Linked DNA regions of Gossypium arboreum: region 1 is linked to region 2. A link is a contact called in public Hi-C data. All regions are on one chromosome and are shown on one strand. Each heading gives the region's core, a stretch centred on a gene start, on an enhancer-like site or on the middle of the called end of the contact. The rest is flanking DNA. Distances are from core to core; before and after follow the strand shown.

The links. Hi-C and Micro-C count contacts between places; a contact is called where the count stands out from the background.
Region 1: a contact with region 2 is called in a Hi-C map of leaf, with 2.6 times the contacts expected there. The contact joins the promoter of LOC108478268 here to the promoter of LOC108478731 in region 2. A contact is called at or near these places in 2 of 5 Hi-C or Micro-C datasets (both in leaf).

What each region holds. Positions count from the first base shown.
Region 1 is chr12:105,137,966-105,143,843 of ASM2569848v2, reverse strand. LOC108478268 (2-hydroxy-palmitic acid dioxygenase mpo1-like) reads left to right here and starts at 1,286. Exons shown (of 4, transcript XM_017780706.2): 1 at 1,286-1,857; 2 at 2,622-2,684; 3 at 2,804-2,875; 4 at 2,985-3,419. The coding sequence starts at 1,498. The coding sequence ends at 3,101. It overlaps LOC108478267 (cytochrome P450 704B1), which reads right to left. Exons shown (of 6, transcript XM_017780705.2): 1 at 5,543-5,878; 2 at 5,216-5,431; 3 at 4,844-5,140; 4 at 4,359-4,745; 5 at 3,983-4,183; 6 at 3,019-3,780. The coding sequence starts at 5,863. The coding sequence ends at 3,598.
Region 2 is chr12:104,963,691-104,969,154 of ASM2569848v2, reverse strand. It overlaps LOC108478731 (phosphate transporter PHO1 homolog 3), which reads right to left and starts at 2,601. Exons shown (of 13, transcript XM_017781201.2): 1 at 1,784-2,601; 2 at 1,348-1,693; 3 at 1,221-1,269; 4 at 1,061-1,132; 5 at 833-962; 6 at 612-732; 7 at 272-530; 8 at 77-181. The coding sequence starts at 2,381.

The DNA.
Region 1 (5,878 bases), core at 37-2,536, 180 kb before region 2:
GTTTCCACGTAAAAATCTATGTGTTCTTTATTTTATTTTTATATTTTTATTTTATTTTATTTTTCACAAAAGACTAAAAAATAATATAAATGATTATTTACATTGAAGAGTGTTGATACAGTGAATAATAAGGATGTAGTATAAAAGAGATAGTGGTGGTTGTTACAGAGGTCAATTCACTTAGTGAGGGTGAAAAGTAAGAGGTTAAGGAAAATAAAGTTGAAAGAAGTATAAAGGGTTGAAAGTTGAAAAGGAGTGTTGATAAAGTGTAGGCTTAATATCCTTAGAGAATCGGTTCTTTATTCATTGTTCCTGGATGTATTTATAGGAAAAGGTCCTATGTAAGATGGCGTTAACGTATTTAACTTGCCATTTACTCATTATTACGGAGCGCGTGGAGGGGATGTCTTCAATAGGATGAGAATGTTTATGACATTATAGATCTTGTCATTCATTCTGAATTGATGGGAGAAAGCAATTGATCCCACAAAATGTTCGGTGACCAACAATTTCATGTTCCCAATGATGCTTCGGGATCCGAATGACGGATGGTATGTGCTTGTTTGGATGGTCATCTAAGAAATGAGAGCTCACGAGTAGCCTTCTGGTTTACTGGTGGCAAACCAACTGTTTAAGTGTCTTTTTGGCTTGCTACATGTCTTGATACGGATAGGGGTATATCAATATTCCCTCATTCGCTAATGTGTCGTGGGTTGCTTGGAAAACACAATAGATACGAATTAAGCATACCTAAATTATGTCATTTCTCTCATTTTGGTATCTAAACATTTTTTTTTGTCACAAGTGGTATATAAACTTTTTTTCCCTAATTGGGTACCCAAACATTTTTATAAATGAAGTTTATAAAACCAAAAGTTTAGATATAAGTTTATTAAGATTTAATTATATGCGTTTGGTATAATTATATTTATATTTAATTATACATGTTTGAAGATCAAATTGAAAGTATTTGAAAATATGGAGGTTAAATTTATTGAAATGTTTAAAATTAAGATCAAATTGATAGAATGCGTTAATATTGAAGAATAAATGTGTTATTTATACTGATTATAAAAATCATCACTATCATTAACTATTTAACAGAGAGTCACCAAAATAGAACTATCTAAAACATGAGTGGCGAAAATAGAAATGATCTATAACGTTAGTGACTAAATTAAAAATTTTAATAGTTAGATGAGGAAAACAAAACCATGCTAATAGTGGGGTAACTAATTCTAGAGTTTACTCGTTGACTAAATTAAACAAAAAATAGAACTTTTACTATAAATATTTGAATGAGGATGTCAAATGGCAAGCGTCCTAGTTCTCTGATTTGGCCCTTGATGAACCAAGAAGAACGACTTTTTTCTTTTGAACGGTAAAGAAGGACTTTGTTTCCGCTGTTTTACGAAGCAAAATTTTTAGCTTTTCAAGTATTCTCCTTTTACAGCATACCCAGAAATTTTCTTGAGAAAATTTGCAAGAAAATTGAATATGGGAAATAGGATTGAATTATTTAATCTAGAAAAGCACTTTGCTTTTTATGGTGCATATCATAGCAACCCAACAAACATAGTAATTCACATGTTATTTGTTTGGCCAATCTTCTTCACTGCAATTCTCCTTCTTGACTTCACTCCTTCTCTGTTTAATCTCCCTCATATTAATTTCTCTCTGTTTGGAGTCCATGTTTCGTTGATTTTCAACTTTGGGTTCTTGTTTGCTTTCGTCTACGCTGTGTTTTACATGTGTTTGGATGTCAAAGCTGGAACCTTGGCTGCCTTACTTTGCGGGGTTTGTTGGATTGTTAGCAGCGTTCTTGCAACTCGACTTGGCTTTTCTCTTGCTTGGAAGGTACAAATTTGTTCCTTTTGTTACGCCTTTCTTTATTGGTTTTGGTTTCTGGTTGACTCAGTCATATTAAGCATCCTTTTCATTTTTTATTTTCACGGAGGAGGGTCTGCATACCCCCAAACTCCAAAGTGTTAGAAAATTGACACACACATTGTTTTGCTTATAAGAATCTGAAAATATACGGGTGCATTTCTATTCTAAAAGAACCAGACCTTCAAAGAGATCTATTTCTGGAGCATCCTTTCAAGTTTCAATGTTTTGAATGATGGCTTCACTTTAGTGTTGTATGGTAGTCTACAACATAAGTGGCGTCTGGAATTTATTCCAAAACATGGAAAGTTTATCATTCCCACATGCTAATGGAGTCTTTGGTTCCATTTCATTCCCAAGCATGGTCTTGGACTTTGAAAATCATTGAAATTGATCTTTAATTGTTTATTGGCCTCTCAGCTGCAATTTTTTTTAGAGAATCTCAATCCATAACATTTCCAGACAAATTAAAAACAGTTGATCATTTTGCCTAAATGTTTTATGGCTGTTCTCGTAAAATTCTATGGCTGCAACATGTGCATGTTCTTGTTGCTTTATAGAGTGCATTGGCACTTACATCTCAGACGCTTCTTGTTTCAATCCGTTTGTTGCTTACAAGTTACACTGGTTCTTCCAACTGATTGCTGTAGTTTCTGAATTTGCATTTTGCAAGTTCACTTTATCTTGCTTTACTCTGATTGGATTGGATTGGATTGGATTGAAACCAATTTTAGGTCGTTCTTGCGGTTCAACTTTTCTGCTGGATTGGACAGTTCATTGGCCATGGGGTCTTTGAGGTAATGAGTTCTAATAATACATACATGTGTATATTCATGCATGTAAGCACATACACACAAAAAGTTAATGCCTTTCGATCATACATTCATTCTCCTAAATTTCGATTAATATGCTACAGAAACGAGCACCAGCTTTATTGGATAACCTTGTTCAAGCCTTTATAATGGCTCCCTTCTTTGTGCTGTTTGAGGTAATTTCATCTTCCTTTTTTCTCTTTCAAAATAAAGGAAAAGGGACAGGAAAAAAAAAGGTGATTGATCTTCATACCTATTCATAAGTTCTTATTCTTTGCTCCTCAGGCTCTTCAAACCTTCTTTGGTTATGAACCGTACCCTGGGTTTCATGCAATTGTTCAAGCAAAGATCGAAACTGAAATCAATGAATGGAAAGAAAAGAAGCAGAAATTACTTAATTAGATACTGCATCCATTGACATTAGCTTGCAGGTGATTTCTTTGAGTAGAAAATGAGAACAAACTCATAATATACATTTAATGTTTCATTCTACAAATCGTGACTCAAAGCACATGAAGTGACAGTTCATCAGCTTGTAGCTACAATGAATATGTTCACATGAAATGGCTATAATAGCCACTCTTTTTTATCCCTGATTTGCCAGAGTTGGAAGGATTTGCATGTTGAAACAGATTTACATGCTGTTTTGGAGCTTGTTTGAAATCGATCGTTACTGCAACATATGTTATCTATCTATTTATTAGTTATTCAGCCGTTAAATTTATAATGCCTTTTCTATCAAAAAGGGTATTCCTTATTGCAATTATCAGCAGAGCTTAGAGGAGTTCTCTAGTTAAGAATCCGAATTGATTGCTTGCAAAATTCTAAAGTATATATTATCGTTTGGACAACATCTGGTATAGTTTAACTTTTGACCAGAAGTAGACCATTGGCCACCTCAACAAGATTGTCTGGCTATTTTGAGCTTCAAACCTTTCTCCATTGATAGAATAGTCATCATCCTATACTTTACTGGATGGTTTGGTACCAAATTAAATTTGAAAAACCTGCACAGAATGGCCAATGCCATCTTCATCTGGAGATAGGCAGAGTCCTTTCCAAGGCATATTCTTGGTCCTGCCTGCATGACATTAGAAAACAAGAACCAGTTAGCCACCATGTTGTAGCATAAGCTTATAGTGTTCTTTGATAGAGTTGAGAACTTTCATAGATTATATATGAATTCAATGTAAAGAAACTACAAAAAACTTAGTTCAATCTGCTTTCTACCAGTTTGTTGAATTTGTATTTATCAAAGGATGAAGATCTTTTGCATATTATACCTGAAATGCAGTGAACTTGAATGGAGATGCATTTTGGAAGCAACCCTCTTTTAGCCATCTCTCAGGCCTGAATACTGCTGCATCAGGGCCCCAATTATACTCCATCCGACCCATCGAGTAGGGAACATAAGTAACCATGCCTCCTGCTTTTACTTTGGTTCCATCGGGCAAGATATCATCCTCCAGGATGCCCTTGGGGTCCTGTAATCACCGACAACATTTACTTGGTTATAAAACCAGAAACGGACATATCAGATGCTTCTTTTGGACACAATTTTTCAAGCCTTTTTGGGAACTGAGATCGAAGGAAATACATCTTTAAGTCCTTATAATATTTCTTGTTTATTTACTGACTGAAATGGAAGAAGCTACATACCTGGGGAACTGCTGGATATAAACGTAGTGTCTCTGTGATCACTGCATGCAGATAATACAATCTCCCCAGTGAATCATAATTCAACAAGCCTGCAAATTGCACTGCTCTTCGATTGAAGGATTCAGGGTCTTCCAAGTCACATGGTAGTAATGAAATCCTCTTCTCCTTTGCTTGTACTTCTTCGAAAGCTTTAAGTTCTGAGTAAAGCTTTTCAGCTACACGAGCATTGGTCATTATCATGTATATGGCCCATGTGAGAGTCGTAGCTGTTGTGTCACGGCCAGCAATCACAAAATTCAGGACAATATCTCTAAGACTTTTGTCAGTTAAATTTCCTTCTGGATCTTCACTTAGCTCAATAAATCTTGACAATATGTCATGCTTTATCTGAAATTTTCCACCAAGAAAGAAAGTTTCTAGGATAAATTTTCTGGGGAAAAGAAAGGGAAAGAATGTAAAGAAGGAAGCAACCCTTTTCACTTCACCTTGCTGGTTTTGCAAGATTCTCGAATTTCTTTAATCTCAGATTTTCTTCTCCTTATGACATTGTAAGTGAAGTCATCAATGACTTTGATGCTCTTTCCAAGTAGAGCTTCGGAGCCCACATTGAGAAATCTTTTCAATTTCCAGAGTGGGTCAACGAACCTCAGTGTAACAATGATGTTGGCAGTATCAAACGACCGAGCGAAGCTGTTATCTGGTAAAGTGGGAGCCAGAGTTCCAATTTCAACACCAAACCCCACCTTGCAAATGGAGTCTAAAGTCATCCTCATCAATAAATCCTGAAAATTGAATTCACAGCTCAATCTATCTGACAAAAGCAACGGCATTTGACTGAAATGGTAGGTTTTACTTACCTGCATGTCTACTTCTTGGTTATGGAAGCTAGCTTGAGTTAGAATAGAATGGAGTTGTAGACTATATTCCCTGAAGACTACAGTGCTGAAATCCCTCAAATTCTTTGATGCAAACTCAAAACTAGCTGTTTTCCTTTGCTTCTTCCATAGCTCACCATCTACGTTGAAAATCCCATCTCCAAGCAGCACTTCCATATATGAATGGTACGTTTCACCCTTTCAATATAGCAAAACCAGACATCAACCTTTATATCTCTGTTAACCAATATAACGAGCATGTTGCAGTCCAACAACCACAGAAAAAAAATGAAATAACGAAAGCTTTACCTTGGGGTAATTGGCAAATTTGGTCTTAAGTACATGTTCAACATTAGCAGGATCGGCAATGTAAGTATAAGTTGTGAAAGGCATTGGAACTACAACAGTTTTCGATGCGGACAGGTATTCGACGAGCCAATCGTGCATTCGATCATAGTTAATTAATTGTTCGAACGCTGCTCCGATGAGTGGCCATGTTTTGGGGCCATTTTTGTTCCTCTGGTTCAATCTGTAAACAAAGATCCATGAAATAAACATGCAAGCTAGCATCACCATTCCCATGTTGCATCCTTGTGAAAAAACTAAAAAAAGATTGTCATGAACTTCCATTTTTGTTTAAAATCT
Region 2 (5,464 bases), core at 1,352-3,851:
AAACCTCATCATTAACTTCATAAGTTACTCAAACTCAAATAGGAGTATCATCAAAAACGGGTAAGTTCAAACTTGCCTTGTATAGAGGGGCTAAGATACTGTGAAACAAACAAGTGAGGAAGAAGAAACGACTCGATCGATACAGGATGTTGAATGGTAAGAACAGTATAATAAACACCACCTGCAGATGAAAGAAGACGTTGAAAAGTCGGTTGTAAGTTTATATATACATTATATATAAAAATGTTATGAATGAATTCAATGATCTTACCACAACCAGGATCAAAGGGACGATTTCGGTGAAAGCTTTATAATCATTAGTTTTGGGGTCCATCTCCATATCAAGATTTGAGAGCACACTACCAAGTGACATTACTGCAAGGCCAAAACTGACAAGCAGCACTTCTCGGTACCCAAGTTCAGTTCCTTGTTTGAAACCAAATATGAAGGCATAATTAACTCGATACCGTCTCCAAAAGTACACGTTGCCAGCGTACATTACCGTATGTAGAACAATGAATCCAAACAAACTGCAACATGTTTTGCAAATGGCTTGTTTAATATACGGATTACTGGGACAGGATTCTAAGCCAAAACGATTAATTTGTTACCTGTAAAGTGGAAACATGGTTTCCATGTACTGGTCCGTTCCGTCATGACCCAAGATATGCCGAGCACGAATTACCAAAATAAGTGCTATTATGAGAGCAGCTGTGCATCCAGCAAAGAAACCTGAGAAATATTCAAGAATTGCAGAGAGTTATATATCTATTGAAACGAAATTGCTTTTTGTAATTTCCTACATATATATGTGTGAAGTTCAAAGTTCTACCAGTATAAAATGTTGTTGTATGTCTCTGTTTCCTAGCTTTCGGTCTTAAAACATTCATTCCTTTGCTGCGGTTTGAGTTTGCGAAATGTTTGATGAACGTAGCCTCAACTCTTTCCATAAGTTTTGTAACCTGTGATTCAACATTTAAATTATCAGTAATCATCCATTAAATCATAGTTACTGGCAGTACCTTTACTGCTTTTATTTTAGTAACTAAAGAAAGCTTACCTCTTCCGAGCTTCCTAGATATGAACTATCCACCATGTTCATGTAAGATTCTGAAGCATTCCTTGAAGCAATCTGCAATGATGAAGAACAAAACATTGTTCATAAAAAACAGAAATCTAATCATCGAATGATTTGGCATATAAATGAGAGGTATACATACCTTGTCATATTTCTTCATGATTTTTGAGAAAGCCAATGTATTTAAGAAGCTGCTTAATGGGAAACAAAGTCAAATACAATTTCATGAAATCAAACAAAGTGTTAAAATAAGCAGCATTGATCAGTACCTGTAACTTTTAAGGAGGAGAAGTTTCTGGTAGAATTCAACAAAAGCTCGCTTAAGTTTATTCTCAACTCTCTTGAGATTCTCCCTATCGAACTTCAAATCAGACTGTTTAGGGGCGTTTAGAAACACTTTAATGGTGGATCGAGGCGTCGCAAGTGTGTTATTCATTTTTACACGGTCTAGTATCTGCAATGGAGCTGGTTTATGTTTCTTGAACTTACTACCCACTGGTTTTTCAATATTTTGCTCTCCGCTATCTTTCTTTACAGTATCTTTCTTATCTTCATCTGAATCATCGTGGACGCTTGGCCCTTCTTCGATGATCTCCATGTGCTCAACTGATCTTCCTGCAAATCAACAACAAAGGGGTATTCACAAAATTTGCCTCACCAGCTTTAATTTTAGTTTAAACCAATGCTTGACTACTTAGTACTTACTGCCGCTTGCTCTAGCACCGGCCGGAATCGTAGCTGCGAGTGTGGCAGTGGACATGGCAACATCGGAGGCAAGACGAGTCAAGTCGCCGGACTGATCTTGCCAGGACCATCCATGAGGATTCTCCACTTTGATTCTGAAAGCAATGAGGGCATCCATTTGCTTGTTCAAGACCTCAGCCTCCTGCGTTACCTCGGCTACCTTGGACTTGTAAAACTTATCCACTTTATTGAACTCATCATCAAGCCTTCTGAAGTAAACCAATTCGTATTCTCCACCTTTGTCTCCTTGCATAAGGAACGTTGTTTCAACCTTGTGGGAGCCATTTCGGTTCACGGAGTTCACCAAAATTGGTTGTTCTTCCACATCCGGTGAAGGTGGACTAGTGGGTGGGTGTTGACTATGCCTGTGAATCAACAACCCACTGAAAGCTCTATACATTGACAGGCTGCGTTTCAGCCCATGTGGGATGGATTGTTGTTTGGTTCTTTGATTGAAAGTATGAATATCTTTTAACAGGGTTTTGAGATAATCATAATCCATGTACGCCCCTTGCCATTCCGGCACCATTTGAGATGCAAATTCCTTTCCAAACTTCATCTTTTACCCACTCTTTCGTTTTTGTTTACTGCTTAGCACTTAGCAGACAGAGTGCAAAACGAAGCTTGAAGAAATGTCTGGAAAATGGGTTTGAAAGAAAATCAATGAGGAGAGGGAAATTAGCTTGGCCTCGACCTGACGTCCTTGTGTGCATATTTATAGACGTAAAACATTGACCTTTTCTCTTTAATATCCTTTCTCAGTACTTTTCGTTTCACTGTTCACGTAAAGAAACTTCAACTTTTAGTTAAAAAATCAACACTGTAACACCTACCATTGCGGTTGGCAGCTGTATAAGGCCATTTATTAATTAGCAGGCCATGCATTTACGTGAAAACGGAGGACTAGTATGAACTAGAAATAGAAAGGGATCCCTGAGCTCATTTCATATTGTTTTTCACTAAATTGATGGATACACATTTTTGTGAATAAAATCGTGAAGCATATATTTGATATTAGTAAGCGTGACTAAAATTCGATTCGATTCGAAAAAATTAATAAAAAATTTTAATGGATAAAAGTTAACAATAAATTTAATTATGGTAGGTGTTAGTAGCTACAAGTACCCAAAATTATTTTTTTCTATTCGATTTGATTCGAATTTCATCTCACTTGACTCGATTCGAGAAAATTTTAAATTGAGTTAGAATGGTAAAATAAGATTCATTAACTCAGCTAACTCTAAAAATATTTATTCGATTCGATTGAATATTCACCCCTAAATATTAGAGTAAAATATTATTGTAATGCCTACCAAGAATGGTTCGCTCTAATACTTGAGGTATAAGAAAATGAGATGGTTCTAGACAAAAAAGAATTTATGAAAGATATTTTTATAAATAAAATCGTGAAATTCAATAAATAACATTTTAGGTATGGGGAACAGAGTGAGCTGGAATGCATGACCGTTTAGACTTTGCATGTATGCAGGGAGCTGAACCTTTTGACGTGAAGAAACATTCACATGTCTGACCACTTAGAATTTAAGACAAACAATGGTTGACCATATCTTAAACCTTGGTTTTGTATTTTGGAGGGTTTTTTAAATCGAGTCAAATTTAAGTTTTTTCTGTTTTAACTTTAGGCTTAGTTTAATGTAGCAGGTGAAGAAAAATGTTGCTTTCTCTTTCTTCTTTGAAATTTTTAACAATTTTTTACACCAAAAAAGAAAATTAATAATGTCCTAAAAAATTAGAACCAGTTTCTTGAATATTCTTCCTCATCGCGTTTCGCTTAAATTATAGGGTTAGTCGTCAAAATTGTCAAATCTTTGTTCAATGATTTTGACTATTGTCTCTTTCTTTACAAATTCTGTTAAGAAAATAAATTATAAAAAAAGGGCTCATAAAAAAGTTTTGGGTTAAGAAGAAATTATATGAAAATTGGAATTATTAAAATTTTAAAAAAAATTATATGATTTCTGTCCAACAAAATATTACATGAATAGATTAAATTAAATTTTAAAACTATCTCAATTGATTTCCTAGTTATAATTTCTTTATTTAAACATTGAATTAATTAAGGTAAAGTAAGAAATAAGAAATCAAATCTCATATTTAATTAATTAAAAGTTGGGAGTTTTAGTTATTAGGAGACCCATCGTTTGAATTGAAGTTATCAAAATTTCTTTCTGTTAGGTAGTACGGATGGACAAAATCAAAGCATTAAATAATTAAAGTAATCTATGAAATAAGAAAACATTTTGATAATTTAATTATTATTTACATCTTAAATAAGAAACCGTTTGTTGCTTTTTTCTGGTCAAACACAATAAACCGTTTTGAATTTACAAAATTGCTTTATTTTTATTTTTTATTTGTACAAATTGACAACATTAGTATGCTACTTAATTGTACGAATATTTGGTTTTGCTGAAATCTGAATAATAAACCCGACATTTGATTAGTTTCATTTTTATAAAATAAATAAATCTAACTACATTTTGTTTGTTTGATTATAAATTAATTATAGCGAAAGTAGGTTTTGGATTAGCAAAGTTTTTACTGTCAAAACTTAATCCAATTGAGGAAGGTCGTAATCAAAATCAATTAGCATTTTAACATCATCCCTAGCGTCATCATAATCACAGCAAAAGATTTTCAGGTCAAAAAGTTGTAACTTTCGTTTTCCCCTTCTCTGCTTCTGCTTCTTTACATTTTTCCTTTCATTCAATATACCTTTTTGACAAATGTTTCTTTTTATTATTTTTTTTATTACTTCTTAAATCCATTTTTTCCTTTGGATCATTAAACTTATATTATAATTTTATACATTCTCCCAAAAAAAAAATTGTAATGATACGATTTCATGGTTGTTAATACGTTATATTTATAGTATTGTTATATAATTATAATAAAATAAAAATGATTTGACCAGGGGTTCGACCCGGGATTCAACCTAGTATAATAAAGGGAAACCCTAAACCCGAAAGTAGGGGACTCCTTGAGCCTCCATTTTTCTCTGAAATGAGGGATCCATTTTCTGCTGTCTTAGAACCTCTTCGATTTATTTTTGTTGATTCTTTTACCAATAAATATAAAAAATATATTTATTTTTTATTTTTATAAATAGAATATATTTATTAATACAAATACATGTTTCAACAAGTAATTATAATATATAATCAAATTATTATAAAATACCACAGATAAAAAACAAGAAAAATCCAAACAAAACCTATAAAGGCTTCCACCTTAATCAATAATAACATCTCATGACTACATCAATTACAATTTTAATATAATATTAAGGTTTTCTATTTAGATATTTAAATTTTATTATTTAATCTTATTGGCTATATTAATTATTGTTTTAAATTTTAAGTATTACACACCTAAGATGCTAACATAATATAATCGTAATAATTACACCAATTATATATTGAATAGGTCAAATTTTATTTATTAATTTTATTGTACATATTTATTTGAAAATTGGTCATGTTATTTGATTCATCTAAATATTAAGTGAAATCATTTTCAGTTAATAAACTTCAATGTATCTCAATAATTATCCAAATCAGAGTCAAATATATATAGAGTAGTGAAAAGCTAACCGAAATAATTTTATCTCTAATTGATTTT